2 separate regions of the Mus musculus genome follow, and region 1 is linked to region 2. Evidence: chromatin contacts called from public promoter capture Hi-C data. All regions are on one chromosome and are shown on one strand. The core of a region is the stretch at or near the end of the contact, and the rest is flanking DNA. Distances in the headings are between cores, read along the strand shown. Region 1 overlaps Ssbp3 (single-stranded DNA binding protein 3). Region 2 overlaps Mroh7 (maestro heat-like repeat family member 7).

Evidence for each region. Capture Hi-C pulls out chosen DNA fragments and counts their contacts.
Region 1: a promoter capture Hi-C map of pancreatic islet shows a contact between it and region 2. The contact joins two enhancer-like sites. A contact is called at or near these places in 2 of 9 other capture datasets (adipose tissue and pancreatic islet).

Annotation. Positions count from the first base shown.
Region 1 is chr4:106,953,942-106,960,371 of GRCm38.p6, reverse strand. The region is part of intron 4 of Ssbp3 (single-stranded DNA binding protein 3); the gene reads right to left. Among named protein-coding and RNA genes, the nearest start is that of Ssbp3, 46 kb to the right of the region's middle. Within about 2 kb of position 4,376, at least 86 of the 459 cell types and tissues checked have an H3K27ac peak or open chromatin away from gene starts, as enhancers often do. A contact at or near this core is called in pancreatic islet, where this site is marked.
Region 2 is chr4:106,695,679-106,702,919 of GRCm38.p6, reverse strand. It overlaps Mroh7 (maestro heat-like repeat family member 7), which reads left to right. Exons shown (of 24, transcript NM_001126487.1): 13 at 283-437; 14 at 2,655-2,793; 15 at 3,008-3,198. Among named protein-coding and RNA genes, the nearest start is that of Ttc4, 20 kb to the right of the region's middle. Within about 2 kb of position 2,804, at least 74 of the 459 cell types and tissues checked have an H3K27ac peak or open chromatin away from gene starts, as enhancers often do. A contact at or near this core is called in pancreatic islet, where this site is marked.

The DNA of each region.
Region 1 (6,430 bases), core at 3,127-5,626, 260 kb before region 2:
ATAAAGATGGACATCTCCCTGCTGCTACTGTGGGGACAAAGAAAAGGACACAAGAGTGCTTCTGGTTGATTCCACACCAAGGCTGTTATACAGAACTGAAACGGCCATCCTCCCCAACGCTGGGACAAATGGAGACACAAGCTAGAAACCTGTGCCAGACACAAGGCAGCCTGACAAAGCAGAAGAAGTCCTGCTTTGCTCAAGTGATTAACAGGCCCAAGAAAGGCTGTGCTGCGATTTACGAGGGCCATGGCCAAGAAAGATTTATCTGTGTATGGCCTTCAGATGGCCTGTCAGGCTCTCTCCAGCAGCCCCAATTTGGCTAAGGATCTCAGCAGCGAGTAATTTTCTAATTGATTCATTAGCACTCCAATCACCAACTCCTTAGACACAAAGGGTCTTGTTCAAGTCTGGAGGCCCAGGCCCAGGGTGCCGAGCTGCAAGAACTCTTCCAGCAGAGCCTGGGATCAGCAAAAAGCATCCCACACAGAGACTTTCCAAAAGTCACCCACCAAGGAAAAACCTCAGAGCCTAGAAACAGAAACCGAGCCTCCATGGTTTCTCAGGTGCTACACCTTTATCTATATCTATTTACACATTGTTAAATATTTGTTTTACTTTCAGTGTGTAGAGGCCGGGGTGTGCCATGATCACACTCACAGAGGTCAGCAACACAGGATCCCCTGAAGCTGGGGTTATAGGCTGCTGTAACCTACCTGATATGTTGCTGAGTACCAAATTCAGGTCATCTGCAAGAGCACTGTGTGCTCTTAACTGCTGCGCTATCTCCAACTCGAGATCATGTTTTATCATGGGAACATTCTGAATGGAGCCCCGTGGGCAACGCTGACTGCACAAAGCAAGCCTTGGTACTGGACTAACAGGTGACTTCTTCCTGTGACTTCCAGTGCTGAGGTTGGAAGTCACCCTCACGCACATCAGATAGTACTGCACCACTGAGCCACCCTCCCACCCTCTCCCTGCTACTCTAATGAGTGTGTAGCGTTTCTTTAGTTCTCCTGAGGGGAGCAAAGCAACAGTGGCCCACATCAGTGTAATAATTGAGTAAGACTGCACGCAAACACCAGCCTGGCTGTCAGAGGGCCCACTGGCCTCTGAGAAAGCATCTGTAGTTATACTCGGAAAGGTTATAAATCTCTCCGGTCACACCTATGAACAGCTGAAGCTCAGTAACAGATCGAAAGAGCAACATTATAATAATCTAAGTAGAGATTGACTTTAAAAACAATGTTAGCGAGGCATTGGTCCCATGTGTGTGCAATCCTGAGCACACAAGTGAGACTGTAAATTTAAGTCCAGCCTGGGCTACTCAGCAAGGTCACAAGGCAAACCAATCTTTCCTCATTTCACGTTCCTCTTAAAATGTGGAATGTTTACAAGAAGATGGGTCTAGGGCAGTGCAAGCTGACAGAAAGGAACAGTGGGCATTCTCAGAGGAAGACTCAGAAACCTGACTGGGTCCTCTTGAGAGCCCTCTTGGGACCAGTGTGCTGTGTACACCCTTTGTGGCAAAGTCCTCGTGAATGTTCACGTGGGTGTAACGGTGCTTTGGAAGGTTCTGGCTCAGCACATTCCTCTACTTACTACCTACTCTACTAGCCATGGGATAAGTTCACCTCCCAGATGGGTCTGAAGAGCCAGGAGGGCAATGTGGTCCCCAACTAAGCAACAGGCTCTCACAGTACAAAAGTACAAGCTTTCCCATGAGGCACCTTAGTCTGCACAGCCCTGGGCTAGGCAGAACTCAGAGCACACAAAGGAGCAAACACCATCATGGCAGAGCTAGCACATAACACCGAGGATGTGCAGGATGGGATACAGTTCCACTTCTACAGAGAAACTAGCTGGCCAGAGGGGCCAGACTGCCTCACCTAGAGAGGAGATGGCTTCTCCAAATGACACTAGAACAGAGCCACGCTTCTCCACAAACTATCTGTGCAGAACCTTTGTCAGACACGGTCTCCCTGGGTCACCTCACTTCCTGTCAGACAATGTCTTCCCTGGGTCACCTCACTTCCTGTCAGACATGGTCTCCCCTGAGTCACCTCACTTCCTGTCAGACACAGTCTCTCTGGATCACCTCACTTCCTGTCAGGTTCTATCTCTTCTCAAAACCTTTCCTCCCTTAGCCTCACCTCCATTCTATCTCAAGTCTCATGATGAAGACAGTATGGTGGCTGGTCTCTTCTGGGTCCAGTTCTCACCCAGTTTCCTGACCATATGAGACCTCCATTAACAGCACTGTCCTTAATGCTGTGACCAACACAAATGTAAGAGGTGCCAAGATAGCCAGGCAGTGACAAGGTATGCCTTTCATCCCAGCACTTGGGAGGCAGAGGCAGGTGGATTTCTGAGTTCAAGGCCAGTCTGGTCTACAGAGTGAGTTCCAGGACAGCCAGGGCTATACAGAGAAACCCTGTCTCGAAAAACCAAAAAAAAAAAAAAAAAAAGAAGAAGGAGGAGGAAGAAGAAGAAGGAGGAGGAGGAGGGGAAGGAAGGAAGGAAGGAAGGAGGGAGGGAGGGAGGGGGGGGAGGAGAGAGAGAGAGAGAGAGAGAGAGAGAGAGAGAGAGAGAGAGAGAGAGAGAGCTGCAAAATTTAAGAGCTACCATCTTAGCAGCTCCAAGATAATCAGCACAGGTAACTCCTCTGCCTTTTCCCCTCTGCAGACCAGAGGATGATTAACAATGAAAACACTCAAGACCCATGTAACCTGAATAAGATGTCCCCACCACAGAGCACAACACCCACTCACTCCACACAACGTGAGACACACTGGGCCCCATGAATGGCTCCCCTGACACAGTCCTAAAGCACGAGGTGGAGCAGGGTGTGCCGCTCTCTCCACCTGCCCTTCTTCCTTAAGTCCCTCATCATGAACTGGGAGGCTCAGGCCAGGACTGCTTCCTCTCTGCCGTGCCTGCAATATGCTACAGACAACGACTGCAAGAGAATGGTAGAACCCAGGCACTACCCGGCACTGCTGGACTATGTCTGGTACCTGGCAGACATGAGAAACCTCATAGGCCCAAGTGAACCAAATGTCTGGACAAAACCCATCTAGAGGTGACACGAGAAGATGAGGCCAGAACACAAACATGACAACTGGGTCCTCCATCTCAAAGAAGCCCCCAAATTTAAGGAAGATTCTTGGCAAACTAGAGGAAGACCTTTCAAGTTTCCTTAAAGAACTAGTCCCTCTCAAGGCAATTACAAAACAGAACATCAAATGGGATTCAGGATCTGGGGAGATATCTCAGTCGGTAAACATTAGCACCCACATGTGAGCCTCAGAATTCACCTGAAAGTGTTGGCCTGGTGATGTTCACATGTGATCCCAATGCTAGAGAGGCAGAGACAGGAGTCCCTGAGGACTGCTGGCCAGCCAGCTTACCCTAACTGATGAGCCCCCAAGGGATGACCTGGTGAGCCAAATGGGCCAATGAGAGACCCTGACTCAAGTAAGGAATGAACAGGTCTGAAGATGACAACTCAAGGCTGTCCCCTGGTCTCCATACATGTACACACATGTATACATACCAGCACAGACATAAACACACGTTAAAAAACAAATCCATTTACTAGATAGACATGCTGTTCCAAGGGGCTAATGGATAAGGAGAGTGAGCCAGACACGCCCACTACCCAGGCCATCTCTTTGTATGGAGGGCTGTCCCACACAAAGACTCTCCTCCCCTGAGCTCCTTCTCTTCCACAGAGTCTGGCCAACCCCCATGAACACTGCTCACGCCATCCGAACTGTTGTTTTGGAATGTGCCAGCAATTCTGGCGGCAGGAACAGCAAGCTTTAGCTCAGCAAAGAAACCAGCTGGAGAGGCAGCCTCATGAAATGATGAAATGCCAAACCAACCCCTACATCTTCTCCAGTCTCTCGGGTCACCTACCAGATTAGAAGGCCTGTTGCTACGGCAACCATATCTTGCAAGTGTCGACTGAACTTCCCCATAATTTTTAACCCGTTTAGTAGCTGGAAGAGGGGTGGTGCACAGCACAACCCAAATCCCAAGTGTTGGCCTGCTTTGGCTATACTCCTACAATTAAAGCAGAGAATGGGAAAACGGCAGGCAGCCAGGCAAGGACCAGAGTCCACAGTTGGGCAAACAAGTAGTGAGAGTGAACAGGCCACTTACACACCCACCTTTTTCTCCCACCAGCTCTCCACCAAAAGGCTGGCTGACAGCAGCCTGCAAACTTTCCACACACCTGGCAACACCAAAGCACCAGGAGCTACAAGGAGGATGGTACTAAACAAAAGCAAAATGGAAAGCTGTCTGCCCCTCCCAGCAGGCACCTCGCCCTTGTGCTGTGGAACTGCCGGGCCCTTCTGTGGTAAGCAGAAGGTGGCTGGGAGTTAGGCGCAGGGGACAGATGGCCCGCAAGCACTGGCACTTTCCAGTTGTCTGATAGGCGCCGGCTGCCAAACAAGCCCCCAGTCTCCTTGCAGGCGCTCCCACTCCACAGGCAGAGCCTGGGCATAGGCCGTGCTGTGGTATTGCCATAGCCGCATGCCTCTCCTCCTGCACTCCCCGACTCCTGCAAGTCATCTTCAGCATCCTCCCAAGCCCAGCACCCAGCCGCACCCTCCTCCACAGCTGGGCAGCCCTCCCTCCTCCACGGCAGGGCAGCCCTCCTCTCCCCACATTCACAACTCGTTCATAAGCCTCCAACCAACCAACTGTACAAGGACTTTCCTCAGCCCCTTCTATGTGAAGGGAGGAAGTTCATAAACGGATGAAGGGAGAAGAGGTCCCATAGCCTCACTCTATCGCTCCAAGGATGCAGTCAGGCCTGTGGCTGAGCCAGTGGACCAAATGGTCCCTAGGAAGGAGAAAGATCAAGGGATCAAGGAAAGTGGCTGGCAACCCAGGACCACAGTTTGAGTTTGAATCTGAGAGAGACCTGCCCAAGTCTGCTCGGTGCACCTGGCACACTGTGCTGACGGTGAGAGCGCTGTGCGGGTGCACATCTACACCTCACTCAGAAAGCAAGGGACTTGACTTAACCATGGGGATGGGCTCTGCTTCAGCAAGTTCACTTCTCTCTTGAGGAAAGGTTCGGGGCCAGGATGCTAAGCAACCCTCAGTCGGCCTCTGGGTCCCATACAGATGGATACCTGGGACAAAATCCAGTCCAGTGAATTAAGATGCTAATGAGCACCTTGCAGGCACAGCACTGGACAAGGGATGGTAGATTAGAGAAGGTCCACCATCACCCAGCCCTGCCCTGCAGATCATTCCATCAAATTCAGAGGGAACTTAAAATGAGGCAATGGGGTGAGGGGAAAGGAGAAGGAAGGATATCCCCCCCCCCCCCCGGGATAGGAAGGGAGCGTATTAGCAGGAATCTCAGGCGTGAACTCAGCAAGTTGGCTGTCGGACACCAAGAGGCAGCTTTCAAGGAAGGACTCCCCTCAAGGCAAAACAGAGAGTATGCCATCCGGGAATGGGGATGGTCGGTCTTTAGGGAGGAGCTCTAAGAATGCCTTTGAGATATAAAAGAAAGAAAAAAAAAGAGTTGGTTTTTTTTGTTTTGTTTTGTTTCATTTTAACCCACCAGATGGGTGGGTTACCACCAAGCTCATTCATTGTTAGGTCTTATTATCCAAATCCTTCTGCTCACTGAACAAGTCCTCAATGAGCACTTACTGTATGTCAGGTACTGTAAACACAAGAATGAAGACTCATCACCTGTCTACCCTTAGGGAGCTTCTTACTGGGCAGACTCTGACATCTGGTTCCATATCTGCCTTGCTGTTGGACCCTTAGCATCTGGATACAGAGGCCTTGAGCTCAAGGGTGCCCATCTGGCCCAGGCAAAGTAATGGCAGTTTCAGAGCTTCTATGCAGACCACTTCTCAGAAACTATGGTCTCTCTCTAAGGCAGAGAGAGCTCTGGCACAAGAAGCCTGGTTACTAACCCTGAGACAGGAAAGGGGAGAAAGGTCTGCCCCCATTCCCTAGGCCTCCGTTTTTCCTGCTGGTGAATGAAGGGTTTGTCCAGTCTAACCTCTAAAGACACACTAGTGACCCAGATCCCTAGCAGCCTGGAGCTGCTCTCGCTGGATGGCTGCTGCCGGGAGGGCTACAGGCAGAGCCAAGCAGAGCAGGCAGCCTACTGCTGCATCCCCACCTGCATCCCCACAGACAGGCACTGTCAGCCTCTCAGAGCTGCAGGGAAATTCAGCCCACAGCTCTGAATAATAATAGAAGTAACATTTAGGTAAGGTTGGGGATTAAGTTAAACCTCACTTAAGAGGCAGGGATGTTGGCATTTGGGAGCAGGAAACAGGCCTGGGAACACAGTTAATACCTACCACAGAGCAAAGCGGATCACTGCCAGCTCCTGATGAAGCATCTTCCGCTCCACCGTCCTTTTCCCTCTTGCCAACTG
Region 2 (7,241 bases), core at 1,555-4,054:
TGGGTGGGGCTGGAACTGAGCAGTGGGCTAGGAAGGCATATGTACCACCCCTGAGACAACCCAGAAGGTTTGTAGGAGTGGGGAGGTCACTCCCAGGGGAGCAGCAGGCCCCTGGTGCCTTTTCCTTCCCACTTCCCTCCAGCATTGAGCCTCCTCTCCCCTGTCTTGTTGATCCCCTCTGGTTACTCTACCGTAAGTCCTTCTCCCATCTACCCATGTGCCTCATGCCTCTTTCTGCTTTTCCAATGGGCCTTCCTGCAACTTGTTCACGGCTGTCTCCAGATCCCAGAAATCATGCAGGGCATCTACATGCAACTGACCCACATCCAGGAGCCTCGAGCACGTGAAGTGGCTCTGCTGCCCATTTCCTTTCTGGCCAGCTCCTTCATGACTGAGGTTGTGGTGGCTCTGCTCATGTGTCCCCTCCCCCTGGACAGGTACCAAGCAAGGAGACTCCCATCCTATACACCTCAAAGGGTTGACACTCTTCCTACCCAGAGAACCCCTGTTCTCCCCTGCCCCTTCTACAGTCTGTAGTACTTATGACAGCCAGTAACCACTTTCTCAACACCGCTGGATCTGTACTGAATATCCAGAGTCACTCATTCCCGACTCAGCCCTGTCCTACAGATGTGGAAATGAGGCTTGGGAGATGCTTCATGGCCCCCATACCCCCTGAGGCATTGCTAGAGCGAGGATCTAGGCTCAGGTCCAACTGACTCCAAAGCCTAGAATACTTTAATGGTAGCTGCTGGTGTTGGGTAGCTCATATACCCTCTCTGGGAGGTCCATGCTGGGATGGAGAGGAGGCTGGCCAGATGATAAGTGACATGTCTTTCTCCCTTTAGCCTGTTGGACACAGCCTTTCAGCCCAGCCTTTCTGTAAATAAATGAAACAGAGAAGTGACCACTTAGGATGGTTGTTTCTGAGTAGCTGTGGGATCATAGGCAAAAACTGTGCAAGAGGGGTGTGTGCTAATAGGGACAGACATGCCAGTCAGAGCCAAGAGTGGGGACTCTGAGGACCCACTCTAGAGCCTAATAAGTTAGCCATTATGGCTGTACTGCCCACCAGGGGGAACCTCCTCTCTCTCTCTCTCTCTCTCTCTCTCTCTCTCTCTCTCTCTCTCTCCCTCCCTCTCTCTCTCTCTCCCTCTCTCTCCCTCCCTCTCTCTCTCTCTCCCTCTCTCTCCCTCTCTCTCTCTCTCCCTCCCTCCCTCCCTCCTCTCCCCTCCTCTCCCACTCTCCTCCCTATGTGTGTGTGGGGAGGGGGAGAGGAAGATGGAGTGAGGGTGAGGTGTACTCATTATGTAGCTCAGGCTGGCCACGAACTCATAACAATCCTCCTGCCTCCTCCTTTCAGGTACTAGAATTACAATAGGGCATTTTCTCCCCTTCCTCCTCTTCTTCTACCTCCTCCTCCTTCCCCACTTCCCCCTCCTCTTCTTTTTCTTTCTCAGTGCTGGGCATCACACCCAGAGCCATGCTGTCTAAGTGCCCTACCACTGAGCCATATAGCCCCAGGGGGCTGCTTTTATACTCCACTAACAGTCACTAGATTCCCAGGGCTTGATGCCCTGCCTTGACTTGATGCCCCTTTCTGGGTCTGAGAGCCAGGTCCCCCTTCCCTTTTATACCCTACATGCCTCACTTTCTTCTTCCGGTCTCAGTCCTGGGTCTGGAAGCTAGCTTCCCAGGAGAGGAGGAAACTCAGGGGAATCACAAGTACCAGAATCTCCTACAGGAGCCTTGTTTTCTGCATCACTTCAGAGACTAGCTCAGCTACAAGGGTCATAGTCCCTGGGAAGCTGCACGCGGTAGCTGACCCATTGGTTCTTACAGTTAATTGATAGTTCCTCCTAATCCAGATATGATGTACCAAGCAGCCATAAACATGACCACTTTTTTTTTAACCATAAGCAACGTTGCCTAGCAACATAGTTGAAATACTATCTTTATTGGGTTTCCAGGGAAACGGAGCTGGGAAGTGAGTGGAAGGTTCAAATGCTCCTGCATTCAGGCAAAAGGTTTCATTAACTCTTTAGCTCACTGTCAGCTGCCCACAGCAGGAATCTCTCCTGGTGCTGCTTGCTTCTCCTGTGTGGATAGCTATCTGCAAAGGGCCAGGAGTTGCAATTCCTGGGAGTCTGTGATAAGGGCAAGACCCAGGTCCCAAAGGGCTCTGTGGCTTCAACTCTGGCTCCTAGGAGGCAGCTTTAGAGGCGTTGGACGCAGTCACATCTTGCAGCTTGTTAGTAGTAGCAGCATCTTGGACTGATGGTTTTTACCTCCCAGAGCCTCCATTCTGCCTCTGTAAAATGGGAATAATGTTCTCTAGAGAAGGTGGTGACTTTAAGCATTTGTAAGTGTCTGCATCCGTATCCGCAGTGATTTGCTTAGTGTTGGCCTGGTGCGTGATGTCCACTCTAATGAGTACTTGCTGAAATAATACAGGAGAACAAAGTACCCGGTCTGAGACCTGGAAATAAGGTTTTCAATCACTGTCAACTTCCTGCCTCGTGGAGAGTGTTTTCGGGATCATTCCTTGTGGGCATGCTCACGAATACCACATCATTGGCACTGCACCCAGCCCTGAAACCATTTGGTGTCAGGTGGCCCCCGCCCTAGGCAGTGCTATCCTCTTTCCTCCTTAGCAATGGGGCAGAGATGTGGAGGCAGCTGATACTTCGAAAGCCCAGCTGTGACGTCAGAGACCTGCTGGATCTGCTCCTGACTAGCCTGAAGGAGAAGCCTGTAACCAAGAAGGGTCGAGCCTCCATTGTGCCCCTAGCGGTGAGAACCGGACACCCTGCCTTCCTTCCCTTTCACCTCACTCAGCACACCTGCTTGCTTGTAGGGCCCCGTCTGCCAGAGGGGGTAGGAGCCATGCTTTTCTAGGCTGGATTAGAGAATCAGCCTCAGTCTCTCAGAGCAATAAAAGAGGCTCCAGCCAGAAGCACTGGGAGGATGGACTGGATCAAGCCACTGGCCTCCCCTCCCCTCCCAGGCAGCCAGTGGTCTGTGTGAGCTCCTGTCCGTCAACAGCTGTGTGGGCCGGGTGAGGCGCATCTACCCTCAGCTGCTCCTGGCCCTGCTCATTCAGGTCCATTATCACATTGGCCTCAACCTACCCAGCCGTATGGCTCCTCGAAAGGATTCCAAGGATGACACGCAGCCTCCTCTCTTCATACCTGTACGGTAGGCCCCATCATCTCTAAATCCTGCTGTCCTTGCGGTGGGGAGGGTCCCCTCAGCAAAGGACCCTCAAACATCTCATGTATAGACATTAATTCTAGAACCAGAAGAGGATCTAGAACTAAATAGAATCTCCTGTAGCCCAGGCTGGCCCCAAGATTGCCCAGAGGCTAAGGATGACCTTGAGCTTGGAATCCTCCTGTCTCCATCTCCCAGACACTGGGATTATAGGCACGCACCCTATGGATCAAACCTAGGGCTCTGTTCATTTTGGATACACATTCTCTACCAACTGAGCTATCCTACCCCCTTCCCCCAACCCCCACCCCCCACACCAGAAACACATGTTATAGAAGCCACACTACACTTCCGTGACTAGTTCTCGACCCCCTTTCTGTATCCCATCACCCTGCTCAAATGGTGTGAAGGAATTGTTGTATTGTGTGTGTATCCAGGCCCACCAATGTTCTTAATTATTCATCGGAATATAATGTATGCACACCGGGGGAAAAGGGACGTGAAAATTAACTAACTGTCCCTTTCCTGACTTTACCCCAGATACCTTCCCAGAAGACAAGCAGATTTTTTTTTTAATGCCCATTCAAGGGTAGTTAGTGTAGATGAGCCACAAGGGTTTATATCCTTTTACACAAGTGCTAGCCTATGGCACAGGTGCACATTCGCTTCTAACATGTATGAAGTCTTAGACACCTCCATACCTACAGCTGCCGAGCATCCTTACGTACAGAAACCCAGCTACTGGAATGTGTGCAGCCCTCTTCCTGATGCGAGCACCACTCTTGCTGTTTGCAATTGCAGACAACACTGACAAGTGCTTGCTCATGTGACCGCGTGTAATTGTATGTGTAGGGCGGACTCCTGGGGGAGGGGGAGCACCAGCGGGCTTCTGCAGGGCAATACCAAAACGGTGCAGAACTGCAGGATGGAAAACATTCTTGACCAGTATGATGAAAACGTAAACACAGGGCCAGTGAGCTGCTCTGCAGATGAAGGTGCTGCTGCCAAGCCAGAGTTTCAGCTTCATGACCCACATGGTGCTCCCACCAGAAGAGAACTGTTTCTTACAAGTTCTCTGACCTCTGAATGCATGCTGTGGCACACATCCACATGTGCACACACACACACACACACACACACACACACACATATATATATATACATATATATATATATATATATATATAGAGAGAGAGAGAGAGAGAGAGAGACAGACAGACAGACAGAGAGGCAGAGAGAGACAGAGAAATTAAATAAAATGTAATAATTCCTGTCCCATTTGCTAGTGTGCACAGAGGAAACTGTCACCAGTGGTCATGGCCTGTGCCAGTGCTTACATCCCCACATCTGTTCTAGGGCAGTGCATTGCAGAACATTTCTGTCTTTGCTACTCTGTGTTGCAAAAGATGAATTTGTTTGTTTGTTTGTTTTGAGACAAAGTCTAAAAGGAGTCATGATTCTCCAGCCTCACATCCTGAGTGCTGGGGTGGTAGGGCTCTACTACCACACCTGATGTGCTGCATGCTGGTGTTTGTGTGTGTGTGAGTGTGTGTGTGCATGTGTGTACATGTGTGTGTGTATGTGTGTGCACCTGTGCATGTGTGTGTGCATGTGTGTACATGTGTGTGTGCATGTGTGTGTGCATGTGTGTACATGTGTGTATATGTGTGTGCACCTGTGCATGCATGTGTGTGTGCATGTGTATGTGTGTGTGCATGTGTATGTGTGTGTGCATGTGTGTTTGTGTGTGTGTCTATGCTGGGGTTTTAGTTTTCATTTCTCTCATTTGAATAGAGCCGAGATTTAAATGGCATTTGTACTCCCATTTATGTGAGCAAGTTGCCCTTGCCTTTTGTCCATTCATATAGGACTGTTGGGGATTATTTTTTTAGTAATTTATTTTTTTAATTAATTTTTTCACTTCTCCTAATAATTTATAAAAACTCATTGTATTAAAAAATCATCTCTGTTTATATTAAATTGTTCACTTAACCTGTGATCTTTCTTTCCTTTTCTTTTGTCATTCAAAAAGTTAAATGTTTTGCATGGTGGGCTCATCAGTTTCCCTTTCTTGTCCCTCTGTGTATTGAACTCACAGAAGCATATTTAGATGGGCAAAGGACAAGCTGCGTGCAGCTGGAGGCCTTATATGGAGACCTATCTATCTATCTATCTATCTATCTATCTATCTATCTATCTATCTATTATTTATGCTCTGGTTTTGGTATCTAACTTCTTGGCAGGTCTTTTCCTGCCCTCTAAGAGCTAGGTGGCTGATTTCCGCCTAACTGTTGTGAGAACTAAAGCCTGACACTCCACTAGAGAGACACCCACCATCTATGTGCCTGATTTCAGCTCCCCACACCCCCTGTGCTCCCAGGGCTGTTAGGTTCCTGGGAAACTGAGCAAGACTGGAAGAGGTGCTGCAGCCACAGGAGGAGGAGGAGGACAGAGGGAAGCCTCCTGTCCTTGGAGTGGGGAAGGTCATAACCTCCAAGAGAGAGGTCTTATCTCAGCTAAGATACAGAGCCACTGGAAGGAAGCCAGAGTGCCTACCTACCCGACCCATAGCCATGGTGACAGTCCACCCTCCCCACAGACCAGGGACAGCTCTCCTATCCATAGTCCAATGCCAGCTCACCCTTTCCACAGCACAGGACATCCCACCCAACCTACAACACGGTATCGACTCACCCATGATCCAGTTACAGCCCATCTTACCATAGCATGGGAACAGCACACCCTACCTTCAACACAGCCACCACCTGCGAGGTAGCGAAAGCAGAGGAGTCAAATGCCAGGCTGATGGGACCGAAGAGCCCCAAGATGGTGCCTGGATGTAGAGTAGTGACCCCAAAGATACATCCACCTGGAACCTGTAACTGACCTGATTTGGAAGATCAGTCTTTAAGGTTGAAGTTACTCTAAGGAAGTGAACTTGCATTAACTAGGTGGGTCCCAAATTCCATGCCAAGGTCCTTGTGAGAGAGATGCTTGGATATGGACAGTGGGCAGCTTTGGAGAAGAGAGAAGATGTGGTCTTTCTCCAAGCAAGGAAACTGGTGCATGAAGCAACGGGCCTTCTCTTAGAATCAAGGAAGCACAGGCCCTGTGTATTTGAAAGTACTCCATCACATGCCCTGCCTTTGACATCTTGAGACAGGGTCTCACTTTGTCGTTCTGGCTGTCTTTGTCTTTGGTTCTTCTGCCTCTCCTTCCTGAGTGCTGGCTTTAAATTTGTCTTAAATCCCCAAAACTAGCAACCCCCAGCGCCATGGGAGTTATATCTACAAGGCAGCGGGAACTCTTCAAGTCAATGTCTTGGTTTCTGGGGAGTGATTCCATCCATTCTCTATTAACAGTTTATAATCACAGTTACGAGCCTTTGGTGATGTTTTGGTCAATGAAAGGCTGCGTGCGTCTATTGGTGGTGTGTTTAACACTCTAGCTGGTGGTGGGACCTGGGAGACTGGAGCCGATAAATGAGGTGGACTAAAATCTCATGCAATAGCCAGCTTTATTCAGAGCATCAGACAGTTTCTACTCTGAAGGTTAAGAAAGATTCACATGAGTAAAGTACTCGTGAGTTCAGGCTATATGCAATCACAAAGACAAGCTGCACATTTCCCACAGAGGCTTATCCAGGACAATTTAAACATTTACTTAATTTAAACATCAGCAACCAATAATGAGCAGTCTGAAGTAAACTCACTCCAATCTGCTATACACATGGGAAGAGCATGAAAACACACTCCAAGAATAATTCCATGTTCTGAAGAAACGGAGGTCACAGGACTCCTGAGCACTTGACATTCTCCTCACTCAGACGACTGTATTCTTGGACCATGCGCCAGCACCAGTGGTTCCCCTAAGACTGAAGAAGAGCCCATGTGTTGCAGGCAGCACCATATATTCTAGAATGAGCATACACCACGGTGCTCACACAAGGCTACCACCTCTAGAAGCCTTTCTCAGAATGTAGTCCATCAGTGTATGGCCCGTGGCTTCCCACCTAACGTGACAATAGG